Regions from separate parts of the Ovis aries genome. Here region 1 is linked to region 2. The links are chromatin contacts, called in public Hi-C maps. All regions are on one chromosome and are shown on one strand. The core of a region is the stretch at or near the end of the contact, and the rest is flanking DNA. Distances in the headings are between cores, read along the strand shown. Region 1 holds the start of UTP4 (UTP4 small subunit processome component). Region 2 holds the start of HAS3 (hyaluronan synthase 3).

Region 1 (7,655 bases), core at 1,670-4,169, 220 kb after region 2:
GTAACTGGTCTAACACCTGAGAGTGGCTGCTTCGGAATATGACCTGACTGTAACTCCCCCACAATCCATCCTTTCCTGCGGTCCTCTCACATAGCACCCCCGCCACCCACCATGCCTCATGTCTATAGAGGAACTTGCTTTATAAACACTGCCTTTCTCACAGCATCTACCACAGGATGGCAAATAAACCACCTATGAGGAAAATCTTACACACTGCCACTATGACATCTGTGGTGTAGGCAGCTGAAATCAAGTAAGCCTGCTTTTCATCATATTCAATTGATGAGGCTTAAGTTTCTAAAATCCCTAGAGATGTACTCAAGGTCAGCTCCAGGATTCAAAATTATAGCCCAAACCCGTTTCCTTGTTAGACAGTCAGTCAAAAGAACAGAGCATTCTTTCTCACTGATTCATCTAATCTACAAAATTTTTTATCCATCGGTTTCTGAATTGTTAATATTACTAAGCGCTTAACAGAGAATAGCAATGAGCAAGGATCCTTAATAATGGTAACAGCTCCCAAAATAAGATATAGCAGAAAGTGTGGTATGTACAGTATTAAACAGAACATGCAGCTTTTATGGAAACAATGGGCTCTGACTCAATGGTTTAACCCAACTACACAGAATTAAATTTTATTAGAGCTAAAGTCTTTTTAAAATTGTTTTCATTAGGCCCTTACAAATTTATATTTGCAAATTGCTGGGCCAACAATTAGCATTTACTGAGTCCTTATTCAGTCCCAAGGACTCTTCTGTGTTCAGGGATTTAGTGAGAATTCATTGTCAGAACTGCCTTCTGAGTCTACCATCTTTCTAGCCTATGTATGATGGAGGTAATGTAATCTTATGTCACAGTTTCTCCACCAATAAACTGAACATAAAAAGAACCTATCTCAAAAAGGTTGTTTTATTAAATGAAGTTATGAATGTAAAGTCCTTAGCATGTGCCTAACATATGGTAAAACTTAGGGTCAAGCTATTGATTACCTGGAGGAACATGGCATTTTCTTAGTATATGTCCAATAGAATGACTTTACACTGTTTAATTATTAATCTTTATAGTGGACTAAAACATCTTATAAAAGCAGCATGTTGTAAGAATAAAGTCAAGTTTACTTTATTGATGGGAGAACAATTCAAACATGGCAGGCAGGGTTTACCAAGCTGCTTCAGGGATTAAGTTCTGGAAGGTTTTCTTCTCTAAGCATGGTAGCTATTTCTCTGTGTGCCTTTCCAGCAAAAGAACAATTCATGAACTTTTACATACAACTGGATACAGATTACTTTTATTAGCAGTGTTACTGTGGTTTTGTGACTGATGGGGATAATCTAAGTTTCAAGGGAAGACCTTGTCTCTTGACAGACTTATTAAGTGATAAAATCCAGTTTCTAAATGAAAAGCCTGCTCTCCTCCGACAAGGGGCCATGGAGGGTAGGTGGAACTGAATGCTTCCGAACTTTTCATTAGTGAACAGTGTGTTCAAAAACGTGTGTGGACACTATGCATACATGTGGGACTTTCCCATCATGTTTTAAGATTCCCATGATGGAGGGAATCAATTACTGGTATTCGCAGACAATAGGTAGAAAAGATGGCTTCAGTCGTTCTGAGTTACTCCAGTTTTCTCCATCTTCTGCTACTCTGCGGCCCCATCTACCCTTCCTCCTTTTACTGCCCTGAGCCCCTCCGTTGCCCAAAGTCCCTTCTTGTCTAGCTCTGCTTGAGGTCTCCCTCTATACTGGATTTCCCTCCCACGAGCCCCATCTTCACCATCTCCCCTGACCCCCTCCTCCTCTCCCTGGAAATTGAGCTACAAGCACTTCCTATTTCTAGCCCCTCCCACTTTCTGGGACTTCTCCGTCCGCTTCCCCTCTCTTCCCCACCCCCACCCCATGACCCCCCCGACTTTCTCTAGGACCTCTTACCAAGACTTTCTCCTACCTCCCAAGGAAACTATATTTTAAACTCCACCCTCCAACCCCAGAATGGTCTTTCCAAACCGTTCACCCTCCTAAAGATCGCTCTAAACGTTATTCCTCTACCACCCTCATCTTCCAAATCATTCCCTATGTCCCCCAATTCTTAAGTACTTCGCTCCTCCAGGACCCGACTCCACCCCACTCTTCTCCGGCCTCTCACTCCACCCACAAAAGCAGCTGGATCACTCTCCAGACAGTCTCTTCCTTCCAGTCACCCTCCCATCTACCGCTCCCAATAGCCTCTTCCCCCCAAGATTTAAAAATGTCCCCTCCAAAGAACTCACGGTCCTACCCCCCGCTTAGACCCTTTCTGATGTTCCCGCTACTTCCTGGGTTCCAGGTCTCCCCCACTCTCGCAAGCATCGCGTGCTGGGTTCCCTCCCCACCCAGGGAAAAGCCCCTTCCCGCACATACCTCGAGATTCCGGCCCGCGCTGCCCCCTTCTCCGTCCTCCGCCCGCGCTCGGCCACTCTTTCCGCCCTTCTCCCGCTCCGCCCAGCTCGCTCCCTTCCCTCCGCCTTCCGACTCCGCACCGCTCCCTTCTCCGCAATTCCCGGCTCTCCTACCCCGAGGGCGCCTCTGGGTCGCCCCCACCTCTGCGCGGCCCTCCCCGCTCCCCTCCCCCTTCCCGGCCTCCCCTCCCCCGCCCGCTGCTCCCCGCCCCTCAGCTCGCCATTCTTCTCCTCGAGCCGCGCGCCCCGCCCGGCCCCAGCTTCCTAGCTTCCCGCTCCCTCGCACCCTCGCCCCCCCATCCCCGGCTCAGCCCTCGCTCCCCGCGGCCTCCCGCGCTCCCTGCCCGCGGCCTGACCTGCAATGGCGGCCGCCGATCGCGGCGCCGCGCGGCCAACGGGCGACAACCGAACCTCCCGCCGCCGTCGCCGCCGCCGCGAGCACTGCCTGCGCACTTCCGGCCTTGCGCCGCGAGCACTTCCGGGGCAGAACACGCGGGCGCGCGCACGTGGGGCCGGGGCGGAGAGAGGCGAGCTCCCTAAGTGGCGAGCCCTTCCACCGGTGAGTTGGGGAAGGGGCGTAGGTAGTGGGGATGGAATGGGGTTGTATCTAGCGAGTGCGGCTTGCTCTAGGTCGGCCCCCCGGGAAACTCGCCGATTCCCCTCTGCCGAGGCCGGGTGGGGGCTACTCCAGACATCCCCGGAGAGGGAATGGGCGGCGGAGCCCTCGCGCGCCTCGGAAGCACGCATAGCCTAGCTGGGCCGAACGCGCCTTCTCTCCTGGCAGATTCTTCACCTTGAAGGGAGATGAGTAAAGGGGCGAACCTGACTCGAGTGCGTCTGTTGGCGGCGGCGGAGCTGGGGATAGAGAAAGTAATTGACAGATGCCAGATCAGTCCTGTCGCTTCATCCCGCTAAGAAGCTCTTGGTTTTTCCTGCCCATCAGCTCCACCGTCACCACCGTAGTTGAGTCTGTGATTTGCAGACTTAGCATGCAGTGGAGATGGAGATGTTTGCCAAAATGCAGGTTCCTTGACCTCCTCCCACCCCCAAAGACTGGAATTCTAGAGCTATGGATTAGTACCCGGAATCCTGCCTTGTTAGAGATCGTTTTGGTTTAGGAGTTCTGCGGACCTGACTTTGAGAGACTCCTTTAGACTGTCAACATTTCTTGCTTTCTTAGAATGATCGAGGTATTGATCCTCTTCTTAACCACCCCCAACCCCAGAAACCTCACGCACCAAATACGAAGGAGACTTTAGTTCTGCCTCGAATACAATTCCTGGAGAAGGAAGTGGCAACCCACTCTAGTATTCTTGCCTGGAAAATCCCATGGGTGGAGGAACCTGGTAGGCTACATACAGTCCATGGGGTCGCAAAGAGTTGGACACGACTGAGCGACTTCACTTTCTTTTCGAATACATTTGGTCAGCTCCTTGTGGCTCCATTCAAGCGCGCACTCCCAGTAAAAAAATGAGGTTATGTTCAGTCTTTTGCTCTAAGATCAAGTTTTAGATTCTCACCTCTCTTCCTGGAGCACTTCCTTTGGGCAGTTTGCGGGATTGCTAGGAGGCTGGGTGATGCTCTATGTGTTGCTTTTTGAATTTTTTTTTGTGGAAGAATCCTGAGCTTCTGGAGACTATTTGATAGATTCTGTGTGGACCATTAAAGCATCTTTAGTTGAATATTTTAAAATGAACCTCAGTCAGACTTCCCAGGCGGTCCAGGGATTAAGACTGGGAGCTTCTAGTGACGGAGGCAGGGGAACTAAGACCCCATATCCTCCCCACCCCCAGTTCCTGCCTGGCCTTCTCCCCACCCCCCAAAAATGGGGAAAAATAGAAATGAACCTCAGTGAGATACATTTGGAGTCTGCCACATAGAACCGTGGTACTGTGCTGCGCTTAGTCAATCAGTCGTGGCCGACTCTTTTCCACCCTATGGACTGTAGCCGGCCAGGGGCCTCTGTCCATGGGGCTTTTCCAGGCAAGAATACTGGAGTGGGTTGCCATGCCCTCCTCCAGGGGATATTCCCAACTCAGAGATGGAACCCAGGTCTCCCTCATTGCAGGCTGATTCTTTACCATCTGAGCCAGGAGGGAAGTCCAGAAGAGTGGTAATAAAAGACAGGAGATGTGATATACTGCTGTTTAACAATGATTCTTTTCTCCCCTCCTAGGAATGGGTGAATTTAATGTCCATCGAGTGCGTTTCTTTAATTATGTTCCATCAGGGATCCGCTGTGTGGCTTACAATAACCAGTCAAACAGATTGGCTGTTTCACGAACAGATGGCACTGTGGAAATTTATAATTTGTCAGCAAACTACTTTCAGGAGAAAGTAAGTCATTTGGGAGCCGGATTTGGTGGTGGTGATGTTAATTTTTTTTTCTTAAGTTTAATTCTGCAAAATCTTCTGTCTTTTTTGTATTCAAGGAGATCAGAAGAAAATGACTCTCCCCTACTCTCTCTGTTGTTTAGAAACAAAGAACAAATATACACTCTCTTGTCTGACTGATAAACTTAGAGCTTCAGTCTATGTAATGTTGGTTAGAAAGAGCCTACCTAGGAATTGTGGTGCTTACTGCCATTTGGAAACTGATGTTTACTAGATCTGTTGTCAAGATCATTGCTTCCTATCAGTCTCTGCACCATTGTAACTTTAGTAAAGTGGCTTTTCCTGCTGTGTTATTACCTATTTCACTGTTAATTCAGAAAAAAATGATGAGATGTTTTAATATCAAACTTTTTGGTGATGTGATAGCAAGAAGATGAATTCCTAAATTATCTATTTGAGAGAAGGTAGATTTATATACCTAATGTTTGGAACTAAAGACGATTTTAAATTAGGTAAAATATCATTTGGGTATATGCACAGGGCTATTACAGCAGCCTATTTTTCAAAGTCTCTGATTACAGATTTCAGATGCAGCAAAATAATTCAGTTCACATTTACTGAGTGCCTTGCATGCCCTCAACACCATGATACAGATGAATAGAAGGAAAAATGAATGCAGTGTCTTGCAGCGTAGTACTTGGAATTTAGGTACTCTGTAACTATTTCTAAATGACTGCAAGCATTAGGCATTAAGATGAATGTCAGAGGCCCTACCTTCAAAGGAGCTCAAAATCCAGTGGGGGAAAGATGAGTATACGGTTTGAAATAGTGTGGTCAGTTTTATGATAGACCTAAGCATGGGCATAGAATCTTAGTAGAGAGGTGCCTTGCTCTGATGAGGTGGGTTTAGGATTCCTGGAAAGGGATGACTTACCTGAGCTGACCCCTGAAGCAATAACAAGAGTTAAGAAATCACTGGTCACCAAAAATGAGTCCCATTCTATAGCATGAAAAACATGCTGTGATGCGCGCTTGTTGTATCCTGTGATTTTTCTTGTTATTATTGTTGCAACTATATAATTGTTTATATATTTGTTTAATGTCTTCTTCCCTCCTGAACTTCCAATTTTATGAAAAAGGGATCTTGTCAGTGATATGGCTGTATTCCCAGCATTTAGCAAGTGCTTAATACAAAGGCATCACTGAGTTAATACATGTTCAACGGGTCTTTACCTAGTACATCTTATTTTCCACTCCCATCGGTTTTCTGTTTTCTTGAACAATTAATTCAGTCTAGTCTTCCACTTTGTTTCCTTGTTCCCTTCCTGGCTATTCAAGATTGATTAGCTTGGGTGATCACTGTCAGATCATGAGAGTGAAGAGTAGGGACTAGTAGTAAGGAGAGTTATCTTCAATTTGTGTCATTGACTTTGGCAATTTGGGCAGACCATTTACAGATGCTCTGCTTTTTCAAGTTCAGCTAGGAAAAATTGTATCTCTCCCGGAGAAGGCAGTGGCAACCCACTCCAGTACTCTTGCCTTGAAAATCCCATGGACGGAGGAGCCTGGTAGGCTGCAGTCTAGGGGGTCATGAAGAGTCAGGCAGGACTGAGCAACTTCACTTTCACTTTCATTCCCTTTGGTGGCAAGCAGCTATAAGAATAAAATTCCTTGATTGTATGAATGCTTTTTGAGCAAGAAGAAAACACTTAGAAATCTGAGACTTGAATGAAAAGCTGGAGTGAGCTGCATTCATTTCTTTTATTTTCATTTTTTAGACAACATTTATTGGTGAAATTGGCCCACAGTAAGCAACATGTTTTCAAAGTATACATATTGATAACTTTTGACACATATACACCTTTGAAAGCATCGATCAAGATCACTACAATGACCTTTAAAAATCAGATGACATCAAATACAATTACTTGCAGACTTTATTGTCTGAAACATTTTGCAGAACTAGTCCTAGAAAAAGAAACAAAACCAACCGTATAACTAAAATGTGAGCCTAAAAAAATGAAAATATCAGTATCATGATCTTCAGATAGTGTGAAATTCCACACTAAGTTATTTCTAGAGGGGCATTTTAATTTTCCCCGTTTACCTGTGATCACTCAGTGCTGGCAGCTGGTGAATTCACGGTGGGTTGAGAAGTTATTGTGTTTCTGTAGTTTTTCCCAGGTCATGAGTCTCGGGCCACAGAAGCTCTGTGCTGGGCGAAAGGACAGCGACTGTTTAGTGCTGGACTCAATGGAGAAATTATCGAGTATGATTTACAGGCATTGACCATCAAGTATGCTGTGGATGCCTTTGGAGGGCCCATCTGGAGCATGGCCGCCAGCCCCAGTGGCTCTCAACTTTTGGTCAGTACGCAACTATTAGTCATCCAAACCGAGATTTCCTCTTGAGCCCATTTACACTTGCTTCCCTGTGTTCATAGGAAGGTAAAGTTATGTTGTGGCCAGTCGCAATTCCAGTCTGAGCCGAATTCCAGCAACCAAGCAATCAATTGTACCTGGATTCCAATAGGAGATACACGATTGGGGTTATTACTGGAGATGTAAAAATCCCTTGTCCTTTTGCACCCTTTCTGCTTCTACTTTGGATCTTGTTTGTTCATTAATGACACCAGAGGTTTCAGTTTGGTTCAGCATCTCCCAAACTGTGTCCTTTGGAATTGGGAGATACAGACACTGTCTTTTGTTTGGCTGCGCTTTGTGTTTTATGATACATTTTGCTTCAGAATTACCACGTGTTAAGTCCTTCCGTAGATTCACAACACACGTTAGTATATTAAGAGTTCTGATAGGTCTTTTTACAAGTCCACTTGTAGAACCATGTTTCTCAAAAATTTTTTGAGCACAGACTTAAGATTTCCCTCCTC
Region 2 (7,746 bases), core at 3,793-6,292:
AGAAGACCAAAATCTTTCTAGCAAACTGTTAGGCAAGAGAGAAATTCATCCTATAGGTTATTGTTCAGGACTTTTAAGTTAATTAGCTTCAGGGAGGATGAGGAAGAAATGGTGGGATTAAGCAAAGAACCAGGGAAAATAATAGTCCAGGGGGATCTGTTTCCTTAAACTATGTTACCTGATTACTTGGTTGGTCATTGGAATGATTTTCAGGGCTGGTCTGACGGTCCACTGGCCTTCAGTGAGTCTTTATGGCTTTTAGCTTTCTAGGGAAGTTGTCATCACCTGGAAGTTGTCATCACAGCTGTGTTGGACAGGACCAAGCCAGATCCATTCTAGCACTGGGTCTTAGAGAAAACTGGGAACAGGAGTGTCCAGTTTAAACCATCCCTTTAGATACATCTGGCTCAGGTCTTTTCCTCCATTTATGTTTATTTGTGCTTATAGCTGTTTCTTAATTACAAAAGTAAAATGTTTGTTATTTTAAAAATATAAACTATGAAATGTATATAAAGAAAAGAATGCAAATCCTATGGACAGAGAATCTCATGGACAGAGGAGCCCAGTGGGTCGCAAAGAGTCGGACACGACCGAAGTGACTTAGCAAGCACACAAGACTATCCTGGTATGACTGTTTTTAGTCTCTGTCCGTTTGGATTGGCTGGCGCTCATCTCTCCTGCCTACATATAATTTACCACTTTAAACATTCTGCTACAGACTTTTTCCTTTCATTAGAAATGTGTAATGACCATCTTCTGTTCCAGTCTGTATTAAATTTACTTTGTTGGTATTCATTGCCCCTGGTGTTCTGCAGGATGGTTACATTGTTGTGTGTTGTGTGCATTTTGCTTTATTCACCAAAAGAATGTATTTTGCTTAAGATGACAGGTGTACAATTCCTCTCAATAAAAGATCCTATTGTCTTCCTTCTTTAGAACCTGAAGGCAGCTGATAGTGACCCCACTGCCCCACCCTATGACTCTCTGCTGGTGTTTGATTATGAAGGAAGTGGTTCCGAAGCTGCTAGTCTGAGCTCCCTGAACTCCTCAGAGTCAGACCAAGACCAGGACTATGACTACCTGAATGAATGGGGCAATCGCTTCAAGAAGCTGGCGGACATGTATGGAGGCGGCGAGGATGACTAAGGGACTCAGGACTGATGGGAAGAGAGATGGGTCCCTATACTCGTGTGATGGAAAATGTGGGAAACATACTCCTGGTTATTCGCCAGCTCCCTTCACTCGGGATACGTTTCTGGAGAAGAGACTGATCAGTGATAGCATAGTCCTGATTTCTACTTTATAGATCTAATCTGTGTACTAGAACGATTTAGACTTATTCCTTGAGTAATCTTTTTCCTTTCATCACTTTTGACATGGTGATGATGTCCAAAATACCCCTAAATTTTAATACTTCAAAATAATAGTTTCAGTCTCAGAAGGTTCTGCTAGAAACTTGCAGATTCCCTTAAGGGCTTTGTCTCATTTTTAAAAGGAAGGGGAGGGGTCAGTTTCCCTATTGTGTGTGTGTGTATATATATATATAAAAGTATATATATATATATATATATAAATTGTGTGCTTCTGTCCCTCCTGTCACTGCACTGATGTCCTGTGTTCTGACATCTGCTCTTACTCCTTCTGAATTCTATTACATTTCTCTGGTGCAGACATTATTGGGCTCTTTTAGGGAAAGAGGATTATGTCTTAGGCTGGCCATGTACTGAGTGGGTATTGTGTACTCTTAAGACCTTAAAGGCTTAACGGTTTTTCATTTTTACGTAATTGTGATGGGCATCTATCCAGTTAACTTGTTCTGAGTAAGGATGTTGGTCATGTGAATGTCATTACAAGGTACTTTGGTTCTAAATAGGGAGGCTGGGCCAGAAAAGGTGGTGAGTTTCAGGCGCCACTGAACTTTTTTTTTTTTTGATCGCACTGCAGGACATGGGGAATCTTAGTTCCCTGACTAGGGGTCAGACCTGCGTCCCTTAACAGGGGAATCGAGGATTCTTAATCACTGGACCACCAGGGAAATCCCACTACTAGGCTTCTAATGTTTATTTATCTCTAAAACAAGAGTGATATATTCCAGGACTTAGAATAGTGCCTAAAGTGCTGTAGCCAAAGACAGAAGCTGGCAAGAGGGCACAGCAGAGGGCAAGTGTGAAAAATGGGCTTGGAGATGGCAGGGGCAGTTGTCACTAAGCCTGGCAATTGAGCCAACTGAGGCTGAAGACAGTTGAGGTGGCTCTACCTCCACCCCCCTGGAAATTCTGAACTAGAGGAATCTCAACATGTATTTGCCAGGATCCTTGGACCCAAAGCACAGAATCCCCGAGCCCGCTTTTGTTGGTATTTATAGAAAATGCTAGCTGGTCTGGACACATTTGCCCCAAATTTCAGCTATGAAACTTGAGAATATTTTTCAAATCCAATTTGTTTTTCCTTTGCAGAGGAAGAAAACACTCACTGAAAGGGTGTTAGCAAAGGAAGGTGGGGGTAGGGAGTACATTAATTTGGATCTTCTTTTAGTTGAAATGCATCTTTTAAGAAAATTTTGACAACCATAGACAAGAATTTAATCTGAATTACTTCCCTACCTATCAACTGTTTTTAGAAGAAAAGGAACATCTCCCAACCACTTCTTAGAACTGTCTTGATTTTTCAGCAATTTAAACTCTAATGTAGTTCTACATAGAGAATGTCACTATAGTTTTGAGTGTAATATGTGTATGGGTGCAGACAATTTTGTATTTTCTTTGGGAGTGGAAAAGGAAAGCAATTCAAGCTGCAAAAATTATTCTTATTTGTTTTTTTATAAATTTTATTAAAGAATTTTGTTACACCATTGTCAAACTTCTTTTATTTGATTGCACAATCCCAGGTCAGACAAATGGTAGGTAAGCTCATTCAAAACATGGAGAGCGAAGCTTCATATTAAAATATCTATTCCTGAACTTTGTGTCATTCTGTTGGGGCTGAATAGGGGGAAAGGGAAACTGTGTTTCTAAGGTCAGTTTATTTGAAGGATATCCATCCATGTGGCATGTGATGTGGCTTGTGGTGAAACCAATAAAATCTCTTTGTCAGGGGGAAGCTACTGTGGGTTGCACAGAGGGATAGAAAGAAGCAAGGCTGGGGTTTCCCTGGCAGTCCAGTGGCTAACACTCTGTGCTGCCAATGCAGGAGGCTTGAGTTTGATCCTTGGTCAGGAAACTAGATCCCACATGCTGCAACTAAAGATCCCACCTGCCACAACTAAGACCTGGTGCAGCCAAATAAATAAATATTTTTTGAAAAATGTAGTTTCCAGTTTAAAGGTGTTTTAGCAGGTTTTATTTAAGGAAGAGATGAAGATCCAGGTGCAATTTATTAAGCATTCCTTGTGTGGCAGACATTGCTAAATACTTGAGAACAGTATCACTTTGATTCCCCAAGATAGCCTCGTGGAAATGATTCTGTTACCTTTGAGAGTAGGAAATGGCTGTGATGACATAGGGCTGGAGTCCAGAGAAATGGGAGTGACTAGGAAGGGGCCTGACTCACGGAGGAGAGAGTTAAATGAACCATTTCTTCCCCCAGTGGCATGGTCTTGCATATGAACACATCCCATTTCCCAAGGCTTTCAGCAGCTAGGTACTGAAGAGCAGTCATCAGTCATGACGTCAGGCTAACTCAAAGGATCTCAAAAAGAAGCAGGACAGCCTCTTGGGCGCAGTCTCACAGAGTGGGTGTTGGAGCCGGTTGTGGCAATGGTAGGCGAGGTTAGTGACTTTTAATGAAAGGAGAGGCAGGCATGGTAGTCTTGCCCTCAGAAACATTGTCCTTGATTTCCAGCATGCCATTCCCTGGTGGCTCAGATGGTAAAGCGTCTGCCTGCAATGCGGGAGACCCGGGTTCAATCCCTGGGTTGGGAAGATCCCCTGGAGAAGGAAATGGCAACCCACTCCAGCACTCATGCCTGGAAAATTCCATGGATGGAGAAGCCGGGTGGGCTACAGTCCATGGGGGTAGCAAAGAGTCGGACACTACCGAGCGACTTCACTTTCACTTTCTTTCAGACAATATGAATTTTGAATGTCCCACCAGGATTTCTGTAAGTGGAAAAGTTGTTAGTGATGATATATCTCCAACCCATTCTGTTTTACATATTAACACAATTCTGATGTGGCACGATTTTAACAAACACTGAATTTTCCAGGGATGTCTGAATAGAGCAAAGAGAGAAGGCAATGGCACCCCACTCCAGTACTCTTGCCTGGAAAATCCCATGGATGGAGGAGCCTGGTGGGCTGCAGTCCATGGGGTCGCACAGAGTCGGACACGCTGAAGCGACTTAGCAGCAGCAGTAGTACTTAGTCCATTTAAGAAATCATATCAAGAACAATATTTGCAGCTATTTGCAATAGGTGTGTGTGTGTAGCAGTTTTTAAATATCACTGAAGTGAAGTGAAGTCGCTCAGTCGTGTCCGACTCTTTGCAACCCCATGGACTGGAGCCCACCAGGCTCCTCAGTCCACGGGATTTTCCAGGCATGAATACTGGAGTGGGTTGCCATTTCCTTCTCCAGGGGATCTTCCCGACCCAGGGATCGAACCCGGGGCTCCCACATTGTAGGCAGACGCTTTACCGTCTGAACTACCAGGGAAGCACAAATATCACTACTGAAGAAGTTAAACAATTTGAGTATTATTTTACATACCGAACTTCATTATAAGAAGGTGCAGCATCTGATTACTTCACTACTTCAGTGTTTTGATGACCAATTGTTTTCATACTGAATAAAATTCATATTATTTTATAAACTACTTCTCATCCTTTATACAGAAGTTAATCACGTTGAGTTTCTCAAATCGTGCACGTTGACAGTTTGCGTTAGCTATTTTTACTTCCCCTACCCCAAGGAAATACAGCTGGCGAGAGAAAAACATTTTTTCCCAAAGGGGGCGTTCCCAGCCGAGTCGATCCCGCCCCTAGTGCGTCGGCCACGCGCCACCCGGCAGCGGCACCGTTCCGCTAAGGCGCATGCGCAGCTCGCCAGTAGAGCTTTGCGCTTCAGTCATGGCGGCGGTCAGTCAGGCTGCTGGCATCAGGGTTCTGGAAAAGTGTGGTCTGGAGCAGATTTTGGAGGCGTTGAAGCTGCTGCTGAGCCCGGGAGGTGAGAGGACGGAATTCGGCGCCGGGCTGCACCTGGGGCCTTTGGGCAGGGTCTGTCCAGCGTCATTTTACCCTTGAGGAAACCGAGGTTCAAGGAGGGATGGGAACCGTTGAATATTGATACTAGCCGAAGTATCTCGAGCGGTTACCTTGGGCCAGGCACTGTGTTAAGCACCGTGGGTACGTGTTCTCATCCGTCCTTACTGCAGCTCTGTGAGGACTGCAACCACAGCCTCAGAGAGTCTCCCAGAGCTGCCTCAAAGAGGTCCGAGCTTCTTGAGAGCGCAGGATCTGATGTGGACACTGGACATTTGTACAGAGTGCCAAGGAGTCCAGAGAAAGGAAGCAGTGACGTTTGAGCTGCGTTTGGGGGAGAGGATTTAGAGATTTACAGTCAGTTTTAATCTTTCCCAGTTTAGAATCAGAAGGGACCTTGGGAGTGGTGTAGCCTGGCACTCAAAGGATCCTTTTACTCCTGAGGATACCCCTGGCTCATCAAAGAGAATAAATAACCTGATCAAGATCAGATGGTCAGGTTAGAGGCAGAACACGAACTTAGAACCGAAGTCTACCGAACCCTCTTGTCAGACCAAAGCAGATTATTCAGTATGGAGCCTCTGATGTTATCTGGAGCTTTGGGGAAGATACATATGAAATAGGGCCCTACTTTAAATTAGAGTGTACAATTTGGAGGAAGGGGTTTGTAGGGTGAGGAAGGTAAGGTACGGGAAGATTATGTTCCCAGTCTCACATTTTGAGATTCCCCCACCTCCACCCCAAACTTAGAAAAGTCGGGAAACAGTAAGTGTATCGTACTAGGGGCAAGTGAAAGCTAGTAGGGGGAATTCCCTGCCAGTCCAGTGGTTAGGACTCCCTGGTTTCACTGTGGAGGGCCCCAGTCAATCCCTGGTGGGGGAACTAAGATCCACCAGCTGAGAATTATGAGCAAAAAGGAAAAAAAAAAAAAAAAAAAAAAACTGAGTGCCTGCTAAGTGTCAACCCCTATAGTGTGCTATTTATGTATGGATCTTTTTATCCTCACAACAATTCCATGATTTAGGTATTACTTGTATTCCATTTTACAGATGAAGGAACCAAGGCTCAGGTATATTGGAAATCGCCCAATGCCAATCTCCTAAGTTGGTAGAGTTAGGATTTGAATTTCAGATGCCTTCAACTGTAGTATGGAACTATATATACTACTTTGCCACAGTGAAGAATTAAACTGCAAAATACATTTTTAACTTGTTAGTGGAGAGGTTGCTTGTCTAGCAACTACAACTATCTAGAACATTAGTGAGGACAGGGATTAAATAAGTTAAATAGTCTGGAAGTAGTCATCTGTCACAAAGCACACACACTTCGTTTTTGGAAGACCCTCTCTAACTCTCAGAGCATGTGGTGGAGTTTCTACATGTATTCATTTAGCTTAAGAGAAATCAAGCATTATTATTTGAAAAAGAATAATTTGGTAAAATGATATTATTTTCACAGAAAGACTCGGTTATGTTGTGTGAATAGGTTATGTTGTGTGAATCTTTCTGCTGTTTTCTTTTATCATATCAGCTGCTGAAGGAATTACAAAAATACCTGTGTGTAGTAAGTATTCATATGTTCCTGACGGACAGAGGGTGTTGAGACAAGATGAAAGTATTTGTAAAAGTACCTCCAGCTAGTTCAACTTCTTTTGGTCTTTTCAATTGACTGCTTGTGAGGTTATATTTACTGAGAGTCAACTGTATGTAGTATTCTGTCCCCAGTGATTTTTGGAGATAGAAATATTATTTAACAACTTGTGCTCTCAAGTATCTTGTTTGGGGAGATAGTACTCCAAATATAGTGTACTCAGTCGCTCAGTTGTGTCCAATTCTTTGAGACCCTTTGGACTGTAGCCTGCCAGGCTCCTCTGTCAGTGGTATTTCCAAGGCAAGAACACTGGAGCGGGTTGCCATTTCCTCCTCTAGGAGATCTTCCCAACCCAGGGATCACTGTGTCTCCTGCGCTGCAGGAAACAATTTTTTTTTTTTTTTTTACTGCTGAGCCCATGAGGAAGCCCCACTCCGCATACAGGCCAATATATTCAACATAGCAGATGATATTAATACTGGTGGTGAATGGAGGGTACAGGTAGCAGTTGGTTAGTTAGTTAGGAGTTATCTGAGGAAGGAGAATTCAGTCTAGATGGTAATTGAATAAACAGGAAGGAAGGAAGATACCGAGTCTTTCCCTTTTGAGCTATTAAAAGGTCTACAGGATTAAGTATTTTCTCTTCACCTGCCTTCCATTTCTGTTCTCAGTTGTGGGGCAAGTAAGAGTAATAGCTCCACTTCCCTTATTAGGAAGTGTGTTAAGCAGAATTGGAAAGGGGTTGTTAGTTTTAGTGAAGTTTTGCTTGAGGTCATCTCAGCAGTTGTTCAGTTGCTAAGTTGTGTCTGACTCTTTGTGACGCCGTGAACTGCAGCATGCCAGGCTTCTCTGTCCTTCACTACCTCCCGGAATTTGCTCAAACTCATGTCCATTGAGTTGATAATGCCATCCAACTGTCTCATCCTCTGTTCCCCACTTCTCGCCCTTGGTCTTTCCCAG

What was found. Hi-C and Micro-C count contacts between places; a contact is called where the count stands out from the background.
Region 1: a Hi-C map of hypothalamus shows a contact between it and region 2, with 4 times the contacts expected there. The contact joins the promoter of UTP4 here to the promoter of HAS3 in region 2. A contact is called at or near these places in 2 of 16 Hi-C or Micro-C datasets (hypothalamus and liver).

Annotation. Positions count from the first base shown.
Region 1 is chr14:35,903,034-35,910,688 of ARS-UI_Ramb_v3.0, forward strand. It overlaps UTP4 (UTP4 small subunit processome component), which reads left to right and starts at 2,920. Exons shown (of 18, transcript XM_042231846.2): 1 at 2,920-2,993; 2 at 4,665-4,771; 3 at 6,943-7,134. The coding sequence starts at 7,102. CHTF8 (chromosome transmission fidelity factor 8) reads right to left here and starts at 2,891. Exons shown (of 4, transcript XM_015100514.3): 1 at 2,791-2,891.
Region 2 is chr14:35,683,061-35,690,806 of ARS-UI_Ramb_v3.0, forward strand. It overlaps HAS3 (hyaluronan synthase 3), which reads left to right and starts at 5,043. Exons shown (of 19, transcript XM_060398431.1): 1 at 5,043-5,161. The coding sequence starts at 5,065. CDH1 (cadherin 1) reads left to right here. Exons shown (of 16, transcript XM_027978118.2): 16 at 937-2,853. The coding sequence ends at 1,146.